Linked DNA regions of Anser cygnoides: region 2 is linked to region 1. The links are chromatin contacts, called in public Hi-C maps. All regions are on one chromosome and are shown on one strand. The core of a region is the stretch at or near the end of the contact, and the rest is flanking DNA. Distances in the headings are between cores, read along the strand shown. Region 1 holds the start of GPAT4 (glycerol-3-phosphate acyltransferase 4). Region 2 has its middle 6.9 kb from the start of TCIM.

What was found. Hi-C and Micro-C count contacts between places; a contact is called where the count stands out from the background.
Region 2: a contact with region 1 is called in a Hi-C map of liver, with 3 times the contacts expected there. The contact joins two enhancer-like sites. A contact is called at or near these places in 2 of 7 Hi-C or Micro-C datasets (both in liver).

Annotation. Positions count from the first base shown.
Region 1 is chr26:349,101-356,381 of Taihu_goose_T2T_genome, reverse strand. GPAT4 (glycerol-3-phosphate acyltransferase 4) reads left to right here and starts at 1,297. Exons shown (of 13, transcript XM_066983434.1): 1 at 1,297-1,391; 2 at 2,827-3,730; 3 at 6,550-6,619; 4 at 6,919-7,216. The coding sequence starts at 3,566. It overlaps GINS4 (GINS complex subunit 4), which reads left to right. Exons shown (of 8, transcript XM_066983377.1): 8 at 1-11. It overlaps LOC136786272 (protein phosphatase 1 regulatory subunit 3C-B-like), which reads left to right. Exons shown (of 2, transcript XM_066983376.1): 2 at 1-1,234. The coding sequence ends at 808. Within about 2 kb of position 4,616, at least 1 of the 3 cell types and tissues checked has open chromatin away from gene starts, as enhancers often do. A contact at or near this core is called in liver, where this site is marked.
Region 2 is chr26:541,995-549,275 of Taihu_goose_T2T_genome, reverse strand. No RefSeq gene overlaps it. Among named protein-coding and RNA genes, the nearest start is that of TCIM, 6.9 kb to the left of the region's middle. Within about 2 kb of position 4,610, at least 1 of the 3 cell types and tissues checked has open chromatin away from gene starts, as enhancers often do. A contact at or near this core is called in liver, where this site is marked.

The DNA of each region.
Region 1 (7,281 bases), core at 3,367-5,866:
GCTGAACTCCTACGAGGAGCTGCGGGGCAGCCGGGCGCGCAAACCCCTCCGCTCCTGTCTCAACCAGAAGCTGAGCGCAGAACACGAGCCTGAGCGGCGAGATAGCACCAAGAGCTCCAAGAGCCAGAAGAAGAAGAGGGTCGTGTTTGCTGATATGAAAGGGCTCTCGCTGACAGCCGTCCGTTTCTTCTCAAAGATCGAGGAGGACCTCTGTGATTTGCAGCATGCCCTGTCAGACCTCGCTTGCTTTCGACCCAGGCTGCGGGACTCACGCCCAGAAGTTTGCAGGTACGTGCTGGACTTCCCACAGCCCTCTTCAGACTATGCAGCTTTCCGCAGCCGCCTGCACAGCAACCTGGTCTGCCTGGAGAGCTGCCTGGTCCAGGACCATGCCCTGTCAGGGACAGTGAAGGTCAGAAACATCGAGTATGAGAAGAAAGTCACGGTCCGCATCACTTTTGATGGCTGGAAGAGCTTCCGAGACATCTCCTGCCAGTACATGCATAGCACGTATGGCTCGGCTGACACAGACACCTTCTCCTTCGAGCTCTCGCTGCCCAAGCCATCCAGCTCCCGCAGGGCCACAGAGTTCTGCATCTCCTTTCAGTGTGGGCAGAAGACCCACTGGGACAACAACCATGGGAGGAACTACAAGATCTGCCACGTGGGCATGATCCGCCCTCCCTCCCATGCCGTGAAGAGTGCCAACGGGGCCCGGGAGCATCGTGGCACCTCCCGGGCTGCCGCCCTTGTCCTCTCTCACCTGCAGACCTGGCGGCGCTCAGAGACTCAAGCCCCTTACTGGTAGGAAAGCAGCGGGTGGAGAGGCGTAGGGCCCTTCCTTCCACGTCCCTGCTGCGGTGCGGGGCTCGCTGGGGCGGGGGCCAGCAGTGGGAGGCGCCGCTCACGGTTCGTTAGCTCCTCCGCGCCTCCGGCCTGCCGCTGGGCGAGCAGCTGCCGCTCTTCACGGGACCTTCAAGGCTGGCCCTGCCGCACCGCCCGGGAGCTGCTCCGGGTGCGGTTCCCGTCGGTACCTTCTGCGGGCACCGCTGCCGCGAGAGGCGGGCACAGCGGGACGGACGGGCGGCTTTGGGACGGGCTGCCGCGACCCACAGCCGGCGATGGGACCGGGGGCGGGGGGCGAGGCTGCCCCGGGGGGCTCGGAGCCCTCCGGGCGGGGCGCGGCGCGGCGCGGCCGGGCTGTGACGGGCTCAATAAAGGCGGCGCGGGGCGAGAGCGGCTGCGGCTCTGCGGGGCGGGGCGGGGCGGGGCGGGGCGGGGCCCTGCGGCGTGCGCGGCCCCGCGGGCACCGCGTTGACGTCAGCGCGCGGGGCGGGGGCGCGCACGGCACGTGGCGGGGGCGGGGCCGGGCCCGGCGGCAGTGGCGGCAGGTGAGCGCCGGCGGGGCGGGGCGGCTCGGTACGGAGCGGCGCGGGATCGGGTCCCGCTGCGGGCGGCCGGCGGGGCGGGGCGGGGCGGGGGGGGGGGCAGCGCGGGGCCCGGCCCGGCCGCGGACCGTTAACCGGCAGGAGCGCGGCCTCCCCGCCCGGTGCGGGCCGCGCCGCAGCGCCCCCGCGCGTGGGGAGGTGCGGCCCGGCCCCGGCCCGGCCCCGCCGAGCGGCCGAGGGCTGCGGGGCCGGCCGGGCCCTGCCGTGCCGCCGGGCGGTCCCCGGTAAGGCTCCGCGCCGGGCCCAGGCTCCGCGCCGGGCGGGGCGGGCCGCGGGGCGGGGCGGTCCCGGCGGCCGCAGCCGGAGGGGGGCTGCCCGCCTCGGCCCGGGGGGCGGTACTCGCGGCCGCCGGCCCTGCGCCGCCCGGGGCGTGCCGCGGTCCCCGAGCCCCTCCCGGGGCGGCGGGCGGCCGGCAGCACGCGGACCGGGCTGGCGAGCGGCGAGCCCGGCGCAACGGGCGGCTCCGTGCGGGGCCGCGGAGCCGCCTCCCCCGGGGAGCCGCTCGGGCGGGCGCCGTGCGCCCCGGGGCAGGAGCGGAGCTGCCGGCCGGGAACGCTGCAGAGCCGGCGGCTGCAGCGCGCCCTGCGGGGGAGCGACGGGGGAGCACCGGGGCCTGCCCAGCCTCTGCCGCGTGCGCTTCTCAAGCGCCTGTCCCGGGCCGTCCTCAGGCCCAGGCTCGTGCCCTCCGGTGGCAGGCGAAGGCAGCGTCCGGAGGCCGTTCTCCCCTCAGCTCTTTCCAGCAGCCCGCGTTGGCCTCCCGCGTGCCTCTTCTGCCGGGGGCATCGCCTTCGAAGAGCCGTGCTGTCGGTTGTTGACCTTTGCCTGGTCCCCGTGCCCCGGCGAGTTCCACTTGGGCTAATCACCGGCAGTAATGCTTCCCTTGGGCTAGCTTCCTGTCACGAACTGTTTGTAAAGCAGCAGAGGGTGAGCCGCGCCCCAGGAACCCGTGTACAGGAGCAGAGGAAGTGATTCCTGCCTAGGAATCTGGGGCCTGGCTGGCTCCCTGCTCTCGGATTCCTCCGAGATGAGAGGGGCGGTAAGGTCTTTGTCACTCAGAGGCATCCTCTGTCGCTCCATTGGCTCCTCTCCTGTATTTGGGACCTGCTCAGAGAGACTGTTGACATCCTGCGCTCCGAGGGTGGTTCTAGACGCAGCTGCTCAGTGTGAGGTTTGGGTGGGAGGAAAGCGCGGAATGTGCATCTGTGGCGGTCTGAGTCCGCCGTGCCCGCGGAGCTGCTCGGGGTGATGCGTCCTCAGCCTGAGCACTGCCTCTGACAGTTCAGAGCCCGCTGTCCCTGGCCTCCTGCCACCCTCTCCAAGTTGGCGTCTCTCAGAGTTGTGCGACTTGCCTGACTTCGGTTTCTCTTTCCTCTGCTAGTGCTGGTGCCATGCGAGTGCCTAGTCTGCCAAGAAGCCAACTCGCTGTTTGAAGAGTTTTCCAGGGACACGAGCTTCATTTAAGTCTGTTACGACCCTTCAGCGTGAGTGGATGCCTGGGGCCTCTGGATTTAAACTTGTTACAGGCATCATGCAAGGATCTGCGCCAGTGCCTGCGTCCTCGCAGAAAAAACAATAATAGCTCTACATGCGGTAGGCTCCTGCAAGTGCCAACTCCCTCGATCTCCTCCAATGCAGGCTCAGGGATGGACTCCACCTTGTCCCCGTGAAGAGATACTGCATGCTCTCAGCAGCCAGAGGGGAATTCTACTGCTGGCGTCTTCACGAGCTGCCCCACGGCAGGACTTGCTCAGCGGCACCTTGGGAGAATATCCATTCACACCGTTGTTTCACGACAGTACTTGCTGCAGACCCATGGAGGAACTTGCTTGCATGCTGCGTCTCCTTTGAGCTCCTCAGCCTGCGCTGTTTGAACTCCCCGGGGCTCCTGGCAGTCTGTTTGCTTGTTTTCCCAACCGCTCTCCCTGATCCTGTTGCATTCCCTCTCTTGCAGAGCCCAAAAAAGATGTGAACTTTGGAATGGGGTCTGTGAGCAGCTGCGGACTCGGTACATGTGTAAGACTTTTGCTGAATAATAGCAGGACTGGTTAACTGCTGTGGGCAGCCTTTCTGCCTGGCTGCAGGGTTGCAGGGCGCCAGCCTTGCTTAGGCCCTTCACCATGTTCCTCCTGCTCCCCTTTGACAGCCTGGTTGTTAATCTCTTGGGGATTTCCATAACTGTCCTCTTCACTCTGCTTCTGGTTTTCATCATTGTGCCAGCAATTTTTGGAGTCTCCTTTGGCATCCGCAAGGTTTACATGAAAACATTATTAAAGATCTTTCAGGTAAGTCATGTTCTCAAAATTTTGAGTGTTGGAGAGTGTTTACAGGGGTCTTGTCAAGCATAGTCGTGCTAGGAAGAGAGACTTTTGCCCCTCAGCAGAACATCGTAGATGACTGGGGCAGGAGGTTGGTTTGCTGGTGACGCGCTGGTGCCAGATGACCTGCTGGAGTCATCCCAGCCAGCTGCAATTTATCGGACTAATGATCACGGGCTGTTGGTTTTTTTTTTTTTTCCTGTAATTAAGCCACTAAGTCTTCAGACAAAGCAGTAGGACAGGACAGCATAGGCAGTAAGTGTGCAAACAGTGCAGCTGTCCTGTACAGCCGCAGATGTGCTGGGAGGAGGTGTGTGCTTGGACGGGTTAATGTCCCAGGCAAGGCTGAGTGCTGGTGCAGTTTGATGTGGAAAGAAGCCAAAAGGGGCGTAGAGCACAATGGGGAGGGACGAGGCTGCAGTCAGTGGGCTGCTTATCTCCAGTACGTTTGGATGAAGCACAAGCAGGCAGCAAGGCGGGACTTTCTGTGGCGTGAACCTTGAGCAGTCTGTGGCCAGAACCCAGAACTTTCAAGACCTTTCTGTCCCAGAGTGCCGCCTGCTTATCTGCTGAGCCCAGCAGCCACATTTGGACCTGCGGCCTGAGGACAACCAGCAGCCCTCGCTGCCCCTCTTGACACAGAGAAGCCAAGTGGAATTTTCCAAGCTGGGGTTATGCTGTTTCCCTGACTGCCTTTGCAGAGTTATTTTATGAGCTGTCTTAACCAGCACCTCTCCTTGAATCAAGTCCCTGGTGAGACCAGAATTTTTGCCAAACTCCCAATGGATAAAACCCAAACCACCCCACGCTGCCAGCCCAGGGAAAAGGAAGAGGGTTGCCTTGTGCTTAGTAGGGAAGTTTCAGGCTTATATATGTAGTTCAGACTGCTACAGTGTTCGGTGCAGCTGCTGCTGCTTGAGCAGGGCTGATTTTTCCTGGGACGATCTCTGTACTGGCTGGCTTGGGAGGGCAGCCCTGCGGTGTGAGTGGGGAGTCCCAGGGCATTGTGCAGTGCTTCATTAACGCAGATGTCTGAAACCCTGGCTTCAAATTTAGTGACTGAACTGAGAGAAAAAATACATAAGGGTTTTGGTTTATCCAAAACGGAACATTTCACTTTACTTTTTTTTTTTTTTTTTTCCTTCTCTCCTTTCTTTAATTCAGTTCTGGAACATTTACTCTCAACACATGTTTTGGTGTTCAATTTTGAAACTATTTTTCTGAAAAGACTTTGAAATCTATTTCAGCTTTTATCAAAGGATCTTTGTAGTGGGAGAGAAGAGCACTCTGGCAGAACTGCTCACAGTTTGATGGAAAACTCAGCGACTGGGGCTGGTCATTGAGATATGTATGCCTGGGGAGTGTTATTCACAAGGAATATTTTCCAAGCTCTCAAGGCCAGTGTTGCAACCCTGGCCTGAGGGGCAGTACCTGAGTCTGGCAACTTGCAGGGCCCATCCGGGTGCTGGGGCCCGGGCTGGCAGCCACACACCTGAGCTGGTGCTGAGGGGGACCCGCCTGGTGCTCGGCAGGTGTCAGTCTGGGTTTTCTGCCACCGCGGTCATTATGCAGAGGGAGATGTGCTGGGCTGGCCAGGAGTGCCTTCTTCTCAGGCTTCCCAGCTCCTGCTGGGTCAGAGCTCCTCTTCTGACTTCTCCTGGGATGGCAGCTTCTGGACAATCTTCTGCAGTCCTGCAGTTCCTTCTGCTGGCAGAGGAAGCTGCTAAATGAGCTAGGCTCTCCACCCACAATTAGTATTCCCACATCACTGCCTCCTCATCTGGTGGTGTCAGGGGCTGAGACTGGGAGCCCTGGAGTTCCCAGCAGTTTCTGCTTCTTCCCAGGTCCCTGATGGAGCAGCTGGCTCAGAGCAGTAAGCATGTTGCACAAGTCTGCCTTCGTGAACTTGCTCTCCCAGGCTTGTATGCAGGAGAGTGCCACTGGGGTGGTTACTTGGAGGACAGGCAGGAAGACTGGTCAGAAATCCAGCCTGCAGTTTTTCCTGGTTCCCTTGGGAAGTAGATGAGAAAAGAGATTTCAGTGGATGACAAATAGTCTGGGCATGGGATCTGGCTGCGGGAGCACTGTCTGAGGGTGCTTGCTGCTGCTCCTTTGGACTGAGAAGCAGTAGCAGCTGTTAGCTGAACCGGGGAGGGGAGGATCCCATGCCCTCATGCGACTGGCCTGATGTGTATAGCAGCAACCTGAAAACACGGTGTCTGCTTTGAGTTTGGAGGAAATCAGGATGGGAAAATAGTGCCAGTCCCATGACCTGCTTCCTGATCCGCGTCACGTTCTGCTCCAGCAGGAGGGCCCGCAGGATGCAGGGGCCCCCTGGAGGTTGTGCAGTGGTAACCACGTGCAAGCTACAGCAGAGCCTCCAGGACACGGAGGCTGCAGAAAGTCTTGCTGTGCCATCTCACCACTGAGCACCTTCCATCTTCTGGTGCTCGTTCTTCCGCTGGGGCTCTGCTGTGCAGAATGGCACGCTCGTGTGTGCTGCGTATTAAGGCTTTCCTAGGTGCTGGTCACCTCCCCATCAGTCCTCCTGCCCCGCTGTAGACAAATCTCTGCTGTAAGAACTTTCTTCCCAGCCCAGTCCCTGCTTCCACCTCAGTTCAGTTGCGTGTTCATGACTCACACTCAGTTCTGTACGGAAGCCTCCTGCCTTCATCTCATCTTCTCCCGTTAACTGTGGTCTTCCCTGAAAGCCAACTGTAAAACGGGAATTCTGAAGTGGAGCTACAGGCTTTGACAATCTTGATTGCCATGTGTGTCTCTTGCAGTGGGCAACACTGAGAATAGAGCGTGGTGCCAAGGAGAAGAACCATCCGTTATACAAGCCCTATGTCAATGGTAAGATCGTGCCCTGCGTGGGCACACATGAAGTTCAAATTTCTGTATGGGAGCTGCGGTAAATGGAGTGTCTGAGCAGCTGAGGTATGATGGGAAAGCCTCTCCTTGCAGGTGGATTAGCTAGGTGGCTATGGAGAGATCAAGTGCGTGAGGCACCTAGAGCTTGCTTCATGTCTAGGTAGCTGGGAGGACTGGTTTGTTCCTGTCTGGGCTGGAGGACGGAAGGGAAACCCTGGCTCTCAGCTGCCTTTGAGCGGGCAAGTCACGCTTTGCTCAGAGCTGCCCGTGGCCTCTTACAGGTATCATTGCAAAAGAGCCAACATCACTGGAAGAGGAGATCAAGGAGATCCGCCGGAGTGGCAGTGGCAAAGCCCTGGACACCCCTGAGTTTGAGCTCTCAGATATCTTCTATTTCTGCCGCAAAGGCATCGAGACCATCATGGATGATGAAGTGACCAAGAGGTTTTCAGCTGAAGAGCTGGAGTCCTGGAATCTGCTCAGCAGGACCAACTACAACTTCCATTACATCAGTCTGCGTCTCACTGTTCTCTGGGGACTGGGTGTTCTCATCCGCTACTGCTTCCTGCTGCCCCTCAGGTGAGTGCTGCTGTGAAACGCGCCCAGTGAGGTGGTGCTGCGGCCTGTTGCTGCTGCAGCAGGTG
Region 2 (7,281 bases), core at 3,361-5,860, 190 kb before region 1:
TCCTTATATTTAAATTATCAACACAAGTAATAAATAAAGTTCACCTTATAAAGCTTTTCTGATAAGCGAAGGTCACTTACCAAAGAGTTACATGTTTATTTGATTTTACAGTTGAAAAAGGCAGTTTTCCTTGGCCTCAGCCTGCTTTCTGTTTTGGCAGGCTTGTACTTCATGAACAGCAGAGCATCGTGCAGTGAGCTGGGTATAAATTGCAATTCATTGTTGTGAAACATTTGTCAGTGAGCCTGAAGTACAAACGGCCAAGTGCTGCATGCCGGCCGCTCACATTCACGGTGCTGCTTTCCCCGCTGCTGTTGACCGAGGCTGCGCAACGCGCCCCAGCCCGGTGATCGCAGCAGCCCAGGTGCCCTTGGGGCTGCGCTGACCGCGGTGGATGCCTGTGCCCAAGCAGAGGCTTGCTTTGCTCTGCGAGCCCGGCACGATCCCCGCAGGGTAGGTGCACGAGGGCGGGTCGTCTGCATTGTGCCGGGCCCTTCCTGAGCGCTCGGTGCTGCAGACTCTGTGTCTGTCTGAGCGTGTGTGCTGCATTCATGAGACAGCTCAGAAATGCTCCTGCCAGACACAGAGGCCATTGTCAGCCTGCCCCACGTAACAAAAAGAGGAAAAGGCCTGTTCAAGGTATTTCCTCCCTCCAGGAGCCGGGCGTTTCCATTAATTCTTCTCTGTGAGTCAAACTGGCTGTACTGGGTGTCCCTCTGCCCCAGCATCCTGAGGAACATGCGTCCGAATATCTAATTTTATCTGGCTTTTCTAGTGCTGCACCACAGGCAGGAGCAGGGGCAAGGGGCAGCTGGGCACCCTCAGCTTGAGCCACCCAGTCCGGCTCCGGACAGCAGCACTGGGGGAGAAGCCACAAAAAGCGGGGAGAAAAATGAGCAGAAGCCTTCTAGCACCATCGCTGGGTGGTCAGGCTGGGGACAGGCCGCGAGCAGCTTGTAGGGCACTGGAAACAAACCACCCCGAGCGAAGGGGAGCTCAGCTGCAGCAGGCGGTGCCACGGTCCGTGACCCCATTAGACACCAGTCCCCGCCTGTCCACTGCCCTCGAGAACTGCTCTTGCGTCTGTCCTGGTGATGGGAAGACAGGGTTGGAACGAGTCAAAATCCACCTCAACCTGTCCACCGTGTTCAGGAGAAAAAGGAGACGTTGCCCAGCGTCCAGTCACCAGGTACTGTGACCTGCTGGCACCTGGTGAAACCAAACACACTGCGTGAGCAGAGTCCAAGCTGAGCTGGGCCAGACCTCACGTGGCCGTGTCTGTGCGGAGGGACAGGGTGCTCCAGACAACAGCAACACCTCCCGGGCAAGTTTCCCTTCCGGACCATTGAGCAACAGGGCAAGTTAAAAATTGACTGTTCAGCTAAACTTCACGTCTGCGTCACCCACAAGTACAAACTCTCCTTTGCAAGCAGGTGATTCAGCAGCCTGGGTGCACCCGGGGGAATCGGCACCCATGGGAGGGAAGCTGAGCACAAAGCAAGCACAAAGCATCTCCCGGACGGGCGACGCCAACGCCCTCGCCTCCTCTGCAGCCCAACCCAGCAAAGCCAGCTCAGAGCCAGGGCTGACAGCACCGGGGTGGACCCGTGCTCAGAAAAAAAGGCACAGATGAAGCATATTTCATCTATGGCTGCGCAAGAAAAACCCTGCTGTAAAGCATTCTAAATGTGAGTGAAGAGCTGTAATGTGGTGAAGTTTATGGGGAGGTTAGCATGCTTTTCACAGAAAAGGGCTGGCTGGGGATTTCAAAGCACAAACGCCTCGCAAGCGGCAAAGTGATGCAACAGGGCCCTTTTGGAGTGATGTACAAGGCTGTTTATAAGAAGGAAAGCCTCCAAATTACTGTAGCCAACAGGAAATGACATGGTTGCCAGATATCTTTGCTAAAATGTAAAAGTTAAACCAGGACCAGAATCTTAATATAGGGGATATTTTCCTGACACAGTCTTGAAAAAAACACCTCATTTCCATTGAGCTGTATGCCCGCTTGGCACCCGTGGCACAGCTTGCAGGGCACATCCTGCATCTGCTGCAAGTCCAGACTCCTTAACCAAGTAATCCTTTGGGCTTTCACCACACTCATGGAAAACCCCACTTCCTCCCAGTTCCGAGTCACCAGATACAGACTGGTGATGCTCTGAGTCACACTAACATGACCAGCTCGCAGAGCTCCGATGCAAAAACCACACAGGGCAGAGGGATGCAATGCTTCTGCTTTGACATTGCCATGTATACAAGGGGCTACACACAGAATACATAAACTTGAACTGACTCGTATAATCCAAAGGAAAAAAAATTGTCATATTATGCTTGGACATATTCTCCAACCGGGTTTCTATGCGAAATTCACCTGCCAGTCTGAATGGTTAAAAAAAAAAAGAAAAAAAAGGTTCAAATCTAGATGCAGTTTTCTCTCTCTCTCTGAACTGTAAAGTACAAGACTCAATTTGTCATTTCACAAATGTGCTAGTGAGCAATCAGCCCCTCCGCCCCTGCCAGAATTTTTGGGAGGCTCCAATTTACATCAACCCGCCATCGCCTGAGTGTCATTTTTGAGCCCATTTGCAGAACGACCGCAGAGGACCGCAAGAGTTCAAGTACAAACCCAGAATTCAAAGACATGTCAAAATCTTGACCCCAGTGAAGTCCATGGAAAAAGGCCAAGCGAGTTGAAGGATTTTTGTACAGAGGTAAAAACCTTGAATATATTCTGCTGAAAATGCTGCCAAAGACACACTGTTTTTATCCCAATTCTAACAATAAGCCTCTTTCCTAAATATTGTGCATTCTAGCTGCAATAAAAAGTATGCAAAAATGCATTATGCCATTGGAGAGATTTATCAAATCCAAGAACCAGGATTTCCCTAGCTAACTGGCCAAGACATAAAATAGCTTTTTAAAGCAAAAGCAAATAAAGCATTATCTGCCTTGTGAAACTAATTATCTGCAGATCAGAGAGAAAAAAAATGACCCACGTTACCTCTAACTCCCCCCAACAACCACAGGCACTCCTTAGAGACAAAAATATATAGATAACTTTCTGCTTGCTGTGGCATTTCAGCGTCTACCATGCACACTTTTAAAAAAATGTATGGAAATACAAGATGTTGGATAAAGTAACCTGATAAAATCAAGGTGTCACATCTGCTTGCAGCAGAACTCAAAAGCCCGTTGCTAACATACACCTGGAGAAGCTGTGCCTGCCATGAGGTGTGTGACCAGCGTAAAGCAGCGCCGAGCCCAGGGACACGGGGAGCAGCTCCTCCAGACGAGCCCACGCACGCTGCCTCTCCCCCGTGCTCCTGTGCACAGGTCACGAGGCCTCCGCAAAGGGGATGGAGCCTCAGCATCAGGACCCGCACGATGCTGAATTTCGGCGTGCATCTTGTGGTCATGAGGCCCAGCAGGAAGGATTGCTTAATCCACTTGCACTCTCCAAAGCAAACTCCCCACTGCAGAGAGCTCACCGCTGTCCCAGCCTCTTCAAACCCCCCCTAACTGCAGCAGGAAGCGGCAGAGCCATGTCCAGAGCTCTGCAGACCTACACAGCCTCTCTCGAGTTCAGGGAAACTGCACGCACACCACCTGCATTGCAGATAAACCCTCCCTGCTTCTTCTAGGACTTTCCTCCCCGCTGCCTCCACACCCTGCACTGCCCCCTCCCTGCTTGGCTGCTTGCTGCTGGTTCCTGCCCACCGCCAGCCATCCCCGGCCGCTCGCGCCGCACAAACGCAGCGTGTTACCGCGAGCTTGTTCCCTAGGAGGAAAGGTGCCCAGCGTGAAGCCAGATGCATCTAAGCAATTAGTACTCAGATTAGGGCATTTTAGCAGCCTGTTTGCATCTACCTACATGAACCGATGCATATTTTTTCCTAACAGATAATGCTAATCTTTTTAAAATATTTGATATATTTACCGTACGTTTTTCTCACAGCAATTCATATCAATCCTATGTTTATCCAGACCACACGCCCCGCAAAAATCAAGTGTGTGATAAAGAAGAGCAAGCACGCAACAGAGTGAAACTCCAAAACATGCTGCCTACCAGGCACACGGCAGCTGCACTGCTGATGCAGGAGCACACAGGCTGCGCTCTCGTTCTGGGAGCAGAGGGGTTCTTCTGCCCCAGAGAGGCCACGGAGCCTCCCTCGCCCAGCGCAGGCACACACCACGCTGCCCTGGGACACGTGTCCCCGGAGCTCGTGCAGGATCACAGCAGGCTTCGTTAGCTGCTGGGCACTGATTAGCCGCACCGTCAGGACCCCCTACCCCACTGTGAGGGCACCCATCATCCCCAAGACGTGCGTGTGTTACAAACCTCTGCACGCTCAATTGCAGTGCTTGCAGTCTGCCATAAGTAAATAAATTAGGTGTAATTTAATATTTGATTGTAAGAGTTAGTGTTCTATTCTTTACAGCTTCTCAGGTGAATGCCCAGTAATTGAGCTAAATGAAGAGCCCATTAATCCTCTGGCAGTGCGGAGTGGCTCCGTGTGGCAGCGCACAGCAGCGGGCGGTGGGGGGCCCAAAGCTTCGCCTCTGCCACCCCTCTGCTGACCCCCTGCAAGGCACGGGGGCCAGGAATCGATTCCTCCTCTTCTGGAGGGACGGTGTTCCTCTGCGCCTCAAGGCACCGCACAGGGGCCACGCACCAGCCTCACCACAGGGCAGGGTGACCCAGAGAGACCTCACCGAACACCCGGGTTTGTCACAAAACCCAGGGGTAATCTGGGGTCAGCTGTCAGAGACTGCCATGCAGCTTTGCTGCTACTTTTGAGAACCTTTCGTTCTGGATAGGGAAAGCAGCTTTACTACCCTAAAGTACTTGAACTTGAAAAAGTGTTCAAATATATTCTAATAGCTTCCCAGCGTTGAATTATGTTGAATACCTGTTTGCAGGCTGTTTTTAACCTCTCTTCTGCTTTGAGCTATCCATAATAGGTTTTGGTTACTACAAATTTAAAACAATTAGAGAACTGAGAGGAGCACTTGTCCTAAAATAGCACACAGAAGGATCAAAACGTTAATCTGTTGCATCACTATTCTCAGCAACTATTGTGCAATCTGCAGATTCGAGTCCTTCAGAAACAGTTCAAACAGGCCTTTAAACTGATTACTTAACTATCATCCTTTGGGAATTACATTTGCAACATGATCTCTTCCCACTAACTACAGATAAGAGACCGTGGACATCAATGCCAGAGGAAAGCTAGCGAAATAACACCCAGTTCATTTCCGAGGGAATTCCAAGTTTGTACTTGTGTTTTCAGGATTCGTCTAAGTCAACAAGGATTGCAACTTAACCACTCCCAAACGCCACCTCCCTTTTAGCTTTGCACCCACTCTTTGTTTAGCCTTGAGGAGTCGCCCTGAAGGACGAAGAGATCTGAGCCCATCCCCAGCCGGGGCACTGCAGCGCCCTTGCCGGCTGCGCCGTGGGTGCCGCCACTGCCCCGGCGTGGGCTGGTTCCCCTCCTGACCACAACCCCATGACTAAGCCATCCCAGGGAACTTTATCTGGAAAGTCTCGTCTAAGCAACCAAACAAGCCTTCTTTGAAGATAATACCCTTGCTCCACTGCTGACTGAGCTTTGACTAAGCAAACCAAAATTATCTTTAGCTGTTTAAAACACCACCGAATCTGTCCTAGCCTGGATTTACCCTTACACAGGAAAAATCCCATTTACCTGAGCAGGAATTCAGGTTAAACATCAGCTGAGTACTGAGTGCCTAGGAGCACAATGGCAACGACACATTCTCATAGCATTTGTACCATTTACATAAAGCAGGGGCACTTTGCATGAAGTGCTCCTTCTGCCAGCGTCCTCAAGCCTTTGCCCCCTACCGGGACTGCTACGCTGCAGGGCAATGGGCAGCCACAAAAATGAGACCCACTTCTCTATGTCACTTACTTTTCAAGCTGCTGCAAACACGTAACCAAAACAGGCAGCAATTTAAACCTTCCCCCCTCCACAAGAGATTTAAAACAGAAGATAATACACCATTCTTATGCAAAAAATAAGTCAGAGTCTCCCAAGTCCCCTGTAGTGTCTGTGGTCATGGCAAGGTCCCAGAAACAGACCCTCAATCACCCCGGCTTTCCCGCTCCTTCAGCCTCCCTAATGAAGCAGATCTCTGTTCTCTGTTGGATCACTTCATGACTTTTTGACCTTCCTCTGATACTCGAAAACCGATTTAGAGGGCTAAACCTTGGTTTGAAAACTTATTAACATTTTTCCCTGGAAGTCGTACTTTTAATGCAGCCCACGCAGCCTGCTAGGGAGAGGAAATGATATAAACCTCTCCTGGTTTGCAGCTAGGGACTGCTCTGCTAGTAAAATGTAGTCACCTTGGAATAATGCAATAAACCTCCTCACTGGGCTCACCATTCTGGTTTCTAGAGCTCTTGTAGGGAAGTTTTAATATTTTAACAAGAGATCAGCCTCCTGAGCTGTGGATGCTCTGCTGTTTATAAGCTGTGGTGCTAATGCATGCAACCATTTGTGCACCGATTAGCAGTCCAGGAACACCATCGCTTCCTGGCTGCATGAGCTTTGGGGCTGTCCAAAAGGCTCCTCCGTTCTGCCAGCAGTCCCCAGCACTGCTGCAATTCTGGGGGGAAACACCTACAGCTCGACCTATCCAGCACCCTCTCGTCAGAGTCTGCAGTTTGTGTTTCAGGAATGGGATCAATGCTAAATCCAGCATTAGATCCTGATGTGCCGCTGTCCCTTACCCAACTGCAGACCAAATTCCTAGTAACAGGTCAGCAGCACAGCATTGCGTCCTCTACGTGCCAACAAGGGTGGGTCACAGCACGATCACTTCTGCAGCCTTGTGCCCCCCCCCAGCACCTCAGTGTGACCTGCAGAGCCCCTGCAGCAGCCCCTCTGCCAGGCAGTGCCCAAAGGCTCTGCTCTGCTCTGCTCCGCGCTGCCTGCGGGCACGAGGCAAAGGGGCAGCTCTGGCCACTCTGTTTAGCACAGTGGGAGCTGAGCGTTTTCAGGTTTACGAACCAATTAATTCCCTCCTCTCCTGGGCCTTCCTGACAATACTGCTGGGCTTGGTGACTCCTGACAGCACTGTGAAACTTCAGGAATAACCCAAATGCCGCAGCAAAAGCTGGAGATTGTGGCCAAAAAAGTAATCAGCTGGTTTGGGCAGTACTTTTTAGAAGCGTGGTCTGCGTAAAACAACCTGTATATGCATACTGAGTACTCTGGACAGGCATTTAAGGACTCCCCCTTTCTTCCCTTTAAG